2 separate regions of the Mus musculus genome follow, and region 1 is linked to region 2. Evidence: chromatin contacts called from public promoter capture Hi-C data. All regions are on one chromosome and are shown on one strand. Each heading gives the region's core, a stretch centred on a gene start, on an enhancer-like site or on the middle of the called end of the contact. The rest is flanking DNA. Distances are from core to core; before and after follow the strand shown.

Region 1 (2,700 bases), core at 111-2,610, 120 kb before region 2:
CAATTTAGGTTCAATTAATTTATTAGAATAATATGAACAGGCAGTGACACTGTAGTTACTTACCTCTTGCTGTCCACAAAGAAGTGCACAACCACAAACCACAACTGACAACGGACTGCAGCTGCTTCTAACACAAAAAGCCCCATGGTGGAGGAATATGCAAATCTGTGAGGGCTCCGAGGAGTCAATTGTCGAAAGCTAGTTCCTATGGGGGGGGAGGTGTAAGGAACTTGGAGCCATGTCACCCAGAGACTGCAAAGCTTAGAAGAATGTGGTAACCGGCTCCGGGCAGACAGAGGGTGGACGTGGACAAGGTGCCAAATAGTCACAAATCTCTGAACTGAACTGAACCAAATACCCTCACTTTGAAGATGAGAAAATTAAGATTTAAAGAAGTCACTTCTGGGCTGGAGATATGGCCCGATGGTTAGCGCTTCCTGCTCTATCTCTCAATCAACCAGATTTCAGATCCCAACACCCACATCAGGCAGCTCAAAAAAAGCCTGTAAATCCAGCTCTAAGAGCTCTGGTGTCAGCTTCTGGTCTCCCTGAGTGCACAAGCATCCACATGTAAATAAAATGTGCCTGGAAGGAGGAGAAGGAAGAGGAAGAGGAAGGAGAAGAGATTGAACCACTTCTTGAAGGCTCATAGTGGAAGAACTGGTGACAGTAAGTCTCCTGAGTCCCAAAACACCTTCTTCCCATTGTAACAGAAGAAAAGCATTGGCTGGGGCTGAGGGTGTGGCTCAGTCAGCAGGGTGAAGTCCTGGGTCAGTCCCCAACACCACATAAACCAGACACGGTAGTGCTAGTGCGTACTTACAATCCCAGCTCTCAGGAATGGAGGCAGGAGGGTCAGAAGTTTGAAGCCAGCCTCAGCTAAAAAGTGAGTTTTGGGCCAGGCTGGGTTATTTAAGACCCTGTCTTAAGGAAAAAAAAAAAAAAAAAACACTCACCAGCAGCCACAGCTTCACCAATAGGCAAATGAGACACTGGGGATGAAGATTAAAGAAGAAACCATCCTAATCCAACATAAAGAGAAACGGCTCCAAAGTCCCACCATGAATGGTTACAAACAGCTTAAAAGCCCTGCCTGAAACCCTCCAGGGAGAATAGGACTCAGCCGGCTGGACTGGCCAGTTCTCGCTGTGATCCCCTTAGGAAATGTAGGAATCTGATTATTAACTGAGTTTTCCAGTCCTCGCTCGTGCTGTGGATTTGGCATCGATACAGATGCACGGGTTTAACTAGAAAGCTCTAAGAAATAAATTCATGGCAGCAACCACGATTGCCTGACAGTGAGTCTCCACGTACGACAGAAACAGAAACCAGCTTCAAAACCGATGTGCCGGTTCACACGCTCTGTGTAACGGATACACCTTCTTAGAGAGGAAACCGACAATTGCCACTGTAATCTTACAATGTAAACGCAGGCATCCTTTCACCCAGGGCCAGGAAGACCACATGTCAATGTCTCCCAAATGGAAACAACATCAAAGTCTCTCTGATTATTTAAGTACATCCATGTGTGAGAGTCCTGAGATTTCTCTTTTTTAAGATTTATTTTATTTTTAATTATGTGTACATGGGAGGGGGGGCGTGGAGAGCACAGGAGCTGAAGTTACAGGTGGTTGTGAACTGACATGGTTGCTGGGAACTGAGCTCAGATCCTCTGCAAAAACAGTACACTACTGCTAACCACTGAGCCATCCTTCCAGCCCTTGAGATTTATCCTAAAGTTGCATCTACTGACACTTTATATAAGATTGGGAAATTGTCTCAATTGAAAATGAGAAGAGGGGGCTGGAGAGATGGCTTAGCGGTTAAGAGCACTGACTGCTCTTCCAAAGGTACTGAGTTCAAATCTCAGCAACCACATGATGGCTCACAACCATCCATAATGAGATCTGACTCTCTCTTCTCGAGTGTCTGAAGACAGCTACAGTGTACTTACATATAACGAATAAATAAATCTTTAAAAAAAAAAAAGAAAAAAAAAGAAAACGAGAAGAGTTGGTGGTGGAGACCACAGAAGAACTAGTGTGCTTGCAAGCCACCACTGGCCCTACCACGAGGACGGATGGACTTGTCGCAGACTTACTTCATCATGAAGGTGTGAGTGCTCATAAGCTATAGAGGGTTTCCTGTATCAGGAACAGAGAGATGGCTTTCCAGATGGCTTTCCAGATTGGTGGCAGGATGGGGTGGTAGAGGAATCAGCATTTGCTGAGCACCATCTGTATCTCAAGCACTCTGAAAGTGCAACTGGAATAAGGGTCTAGAACCAGATACCTGAATCTCTGGATCCCCCACTGCAGGCCCTGTGAGGATGGGCACCTAACTCCTCTGAGCCTCGGTTTGCCACCTGCTACATGGGAGCAGTAACAGCTACTATACCTCAGTGGGCTGTTTGAAGAATAACGTGACTCTGTCCATATAAAGTGCCCAGGACTGTGCCTAACAGGCCTGGTGAGATGATAATCATTTCTATGGTCAAAAGGGCCACTTACTCCTTCTCTGGAAAATGCAACAGAGCGTGCGGTGGTTCACACTCACCTTCGATCTGGTCAGCACTGAAGTCTATCTGTAGGGAGAGAAACACAGGAGTGAGGGCAGGGACTGCTAACAGCTTCCAAAGGGAAGGCTGGACACTTCCTCCAGCTGGTCACTTAGCAACAGAGGAGGACGCAGGGCTGAGCA
Region 2 (2,700 bases), core at 49-2,548:
GTTATCACCATAATATTAACAGCAACAGAAAGTACCACTGGATGTATCCTGTGGACCTCTGGTCCTCAGTGTGTGTGTTGCCTGTAGTGCTTGCTCTGGGTGTTCAAGCCTAGGACATCTAATATTGAGTGGCCACTAGTTCGCTTCTCTTGCACTTTGTGAATCTCCTAAGTTTTCTGGGATCAAAAGCTGTTTCTTGTTATTTTATCTTATCTTATTTTTATTTTTAAAATTTTCATTTCTTATATTTAGTATTTGGAATGTGTTTAAAATGGATTGCCTAAGGACATTGCCAGACTTAGAACTTAACTCTTTATAGTTTTTGAGACAGTCTTACTCTGTAGCCCAATGTTGGCTTGATTTCACGCTGTAGCTCATCTGGTCCCTTAATTTGTGGTGATCCTCTCACTTCAGTCTCCCAAAACACAATGAAATCTGCATCTTTAGGAAAGGATCAGTGGAAAAGCAGAATTGTTATATCTATTTGCCAGTCTTAGTCTTACTCTTTGAAAATAAACAGAGTCTGGTTTGATAAGTGTAAGCAGGTTTGGAATGAGGGTAGGCAGTAGTTATAGTTACATTCTTGTGGTGTTGAGGACCAAACCAAGGACCTAATTTGTATTAGGGAAGCACTCCACCCCTCTCCTTTATATTTTTCTCCCCTATTGAACCTATGACCTTACTATGCTGGCATACACTCCATCGTTGAGTTATATCTTAACTTCTCCTTATATACTTGCTTTTGATGACAATTCAGTCAATTTCAAAAGGTAACCAGAATGGTTTCATATTATTAAAATAGAGAGACATTAATAATGTGGACCTGAAATGTACCAGCCAATCAATGTATTTAGTAGGGAACTGCTAAATTTGTTCTTTCATAGTAAGGAGTGATTTTTTTCCCTTCTTTTTTCTAGAACATGTTAAGTATAAGTTTAGAAACAGCTTTCCCTTATCTGTGTATATGTTGTTTGTAGCAATAGTTGTGTCCAGTCTATCTACCTCTTGATTATGGCTATATTTGACCAGCAGGGGGAGCCAAAGTTGCTTATGTGGCTTTATCCCAATTGATTTTTCTCAAGAGAAAAAAGCTTTATTGACAAAGAACATAATGAAAGTTCACAAAAAAGAAAATATAAACACATGAAAAGCATTTTTATTTTGATAACTAATCAAAGGTATGCAAAGTTAATGATTTCATTTATTAAATTGCCAAATGAACTGTCATAGGCTGGCCTTAAACTCAAATTAGTGTGTCTCTGCCTCCCCAGTGCTGGTCTAAAGGTGTGTGCCACTACAACCTGGCAAGAGTAAGTATTTTTAATGTCTTGAATACATGGGTAGTGAAAACACTCAGGCTGCAGAACTACTGTATTGTTGTAGACCTTTGGTGCTGTGAATTGAATACAGGGATATTTATTTACTTTTAAAGATTTATTTTTATTTATGTATGTCATATGTGTGCAGTGTCCAAGGAGAGCAGAAGAGGGCATTGACTGTGCTGAAATTGAATAGGTGGTGGTAAGCCATTTGAAGAAGGTGCTTAGAACTGAACTTTAGTCCTTTGGAAAAGCAGCAAACACTGTTAACTGATTGATTAGCCATCCCTCCACACTATATTGACCATACTGGCCTTGAACTCACAGAGATGTGTTTGCGTTTGCCTTCCAAGTCCTGAGATTAAAGGCATGCTCTACCACTCCCTGCTGAAATTAATTAATTAATTAATTAATTAGAGATACAGTTTTACTTCGTAGCTTTGGCTATTCTGGAACTCACAGAAATCTACCTGTCTCTACCTTCTGAGTGCTTGAAATTGAAGGCATGAGCTAACAGGCCTTGCTGAAAAAAAATTTTTTTTTTGACGATTAAAGCAATATTTTAGGTGTGTTTATTTTTCTTGAGTATGAATCTTTTGCTTGCTTGTAAGTATATGACCACCATACTGAGTGCCCCAGAGGTCAGCAGAAGGTGTTGGATCCTCAGAAACTAGAGTTACAGATAGTTGTGGGGTACCGTGTGGATGCTGCATCCCCTGCAAGCATAAGCACAACTTCTTAACTGCTGAGACGTCTATCTCTTGAATATTGTTTGATTTTTTTTTTCTTGAGACAATTTTATACTATGTGGTCTTGGACTGCCTAGAACTCTGAATAAACGAGGTAGGGCTTGATGATTTTGCTTGTGGCACCGTCCCCTCCCCCCTCCCCCAAGTGCTGGGATTACAGCTGTTCATCTTCATGTTTGCTTTTTTGAGGATTTTTTTAATGCCTTGAGAATTTCAGGATTCCAGAGCTTGAGAATTCTACAGCTACATAAAAGATTCTAAGTATGAAATAGAAGAATATGTATTTCTTATACATATGTGATGGTTTGTATATTCTTGGCCCAGGGAGTGGCACTATTAGGTGGTATAGCCTTGTTGGAGTAGGTGTGTGACTGTGGGCATGGGCTTTAAGCTTATCCTAGCTGCCCAGAAGATAGGAGAACTATTGGCCTTCAGATGAAAATGTAGAACTCTCAGCTCCTCCTGCACCATGCCTGCCTGGATGGTGCCATGCTACTGCCTTGATGATAACATATAAGCCAGTCCCAATTAAATGTTGTCCTTATAAGAGTTGTCTTAGTCATGATATTTCTTCACAGTAATAGAACATTGACTAAGACAGAAGTTGGTACCAGGGACTGGAGTATTGCTGT

The links. Capture Hi-C pulls out chosen DNA fragments and counts their contacts.
Region 1: a promoter capture Hi-C map of liver shows a contact between it and region 2. The contact joins two enhancer-like sites. A contact is called at or near these places in 2 of 484 Hi-C or Micro-C datasets (Th1 cells and monocyte-dendritic cell progenitors) and 3 of 9 other capture datasets (adipose tissue, liver and pancreatic islet).

Annotation. Positions count from the first base shown.
Region 1 is chr11:104,580,286-104,582,985 of GRCm38.p6, reverse strand. It overlaps Myl4 (myosin, light polypeptide 4), which reads right to left. Exons shown (of 7, transcript NM_001355755.1): 2 at 2,557-2,584. Among named protein-coding and RNA genes, the nearest start is that of Myl4, 4.4 kb to the right of the region's middle. Within about 2 kb of position 1,360, at least 93 of the 459 cell types and tissues checked have an H3K27ac peak or open chromatin away from gene starts, as enhancers often do. A contact at or near this core is called in liver, where this site is marked.
Region 2 is chr11:104,460,084-104,462,783 of GRCm38.p6, reverse strand. It overlaps a transcript of Kansl1 not described here. Among named protein-coding and RNA genes, the nearest start is that of Kansl1, 19 kb to the right of the region's middle. Within about 2 kb of position 1,298, at least 2 of the 459 cell types and tissues checked have an H3K27ac peak or open chromatin away from gene starts, as enhancers often do. A contact at or near this core is called in liver, where this site is marked.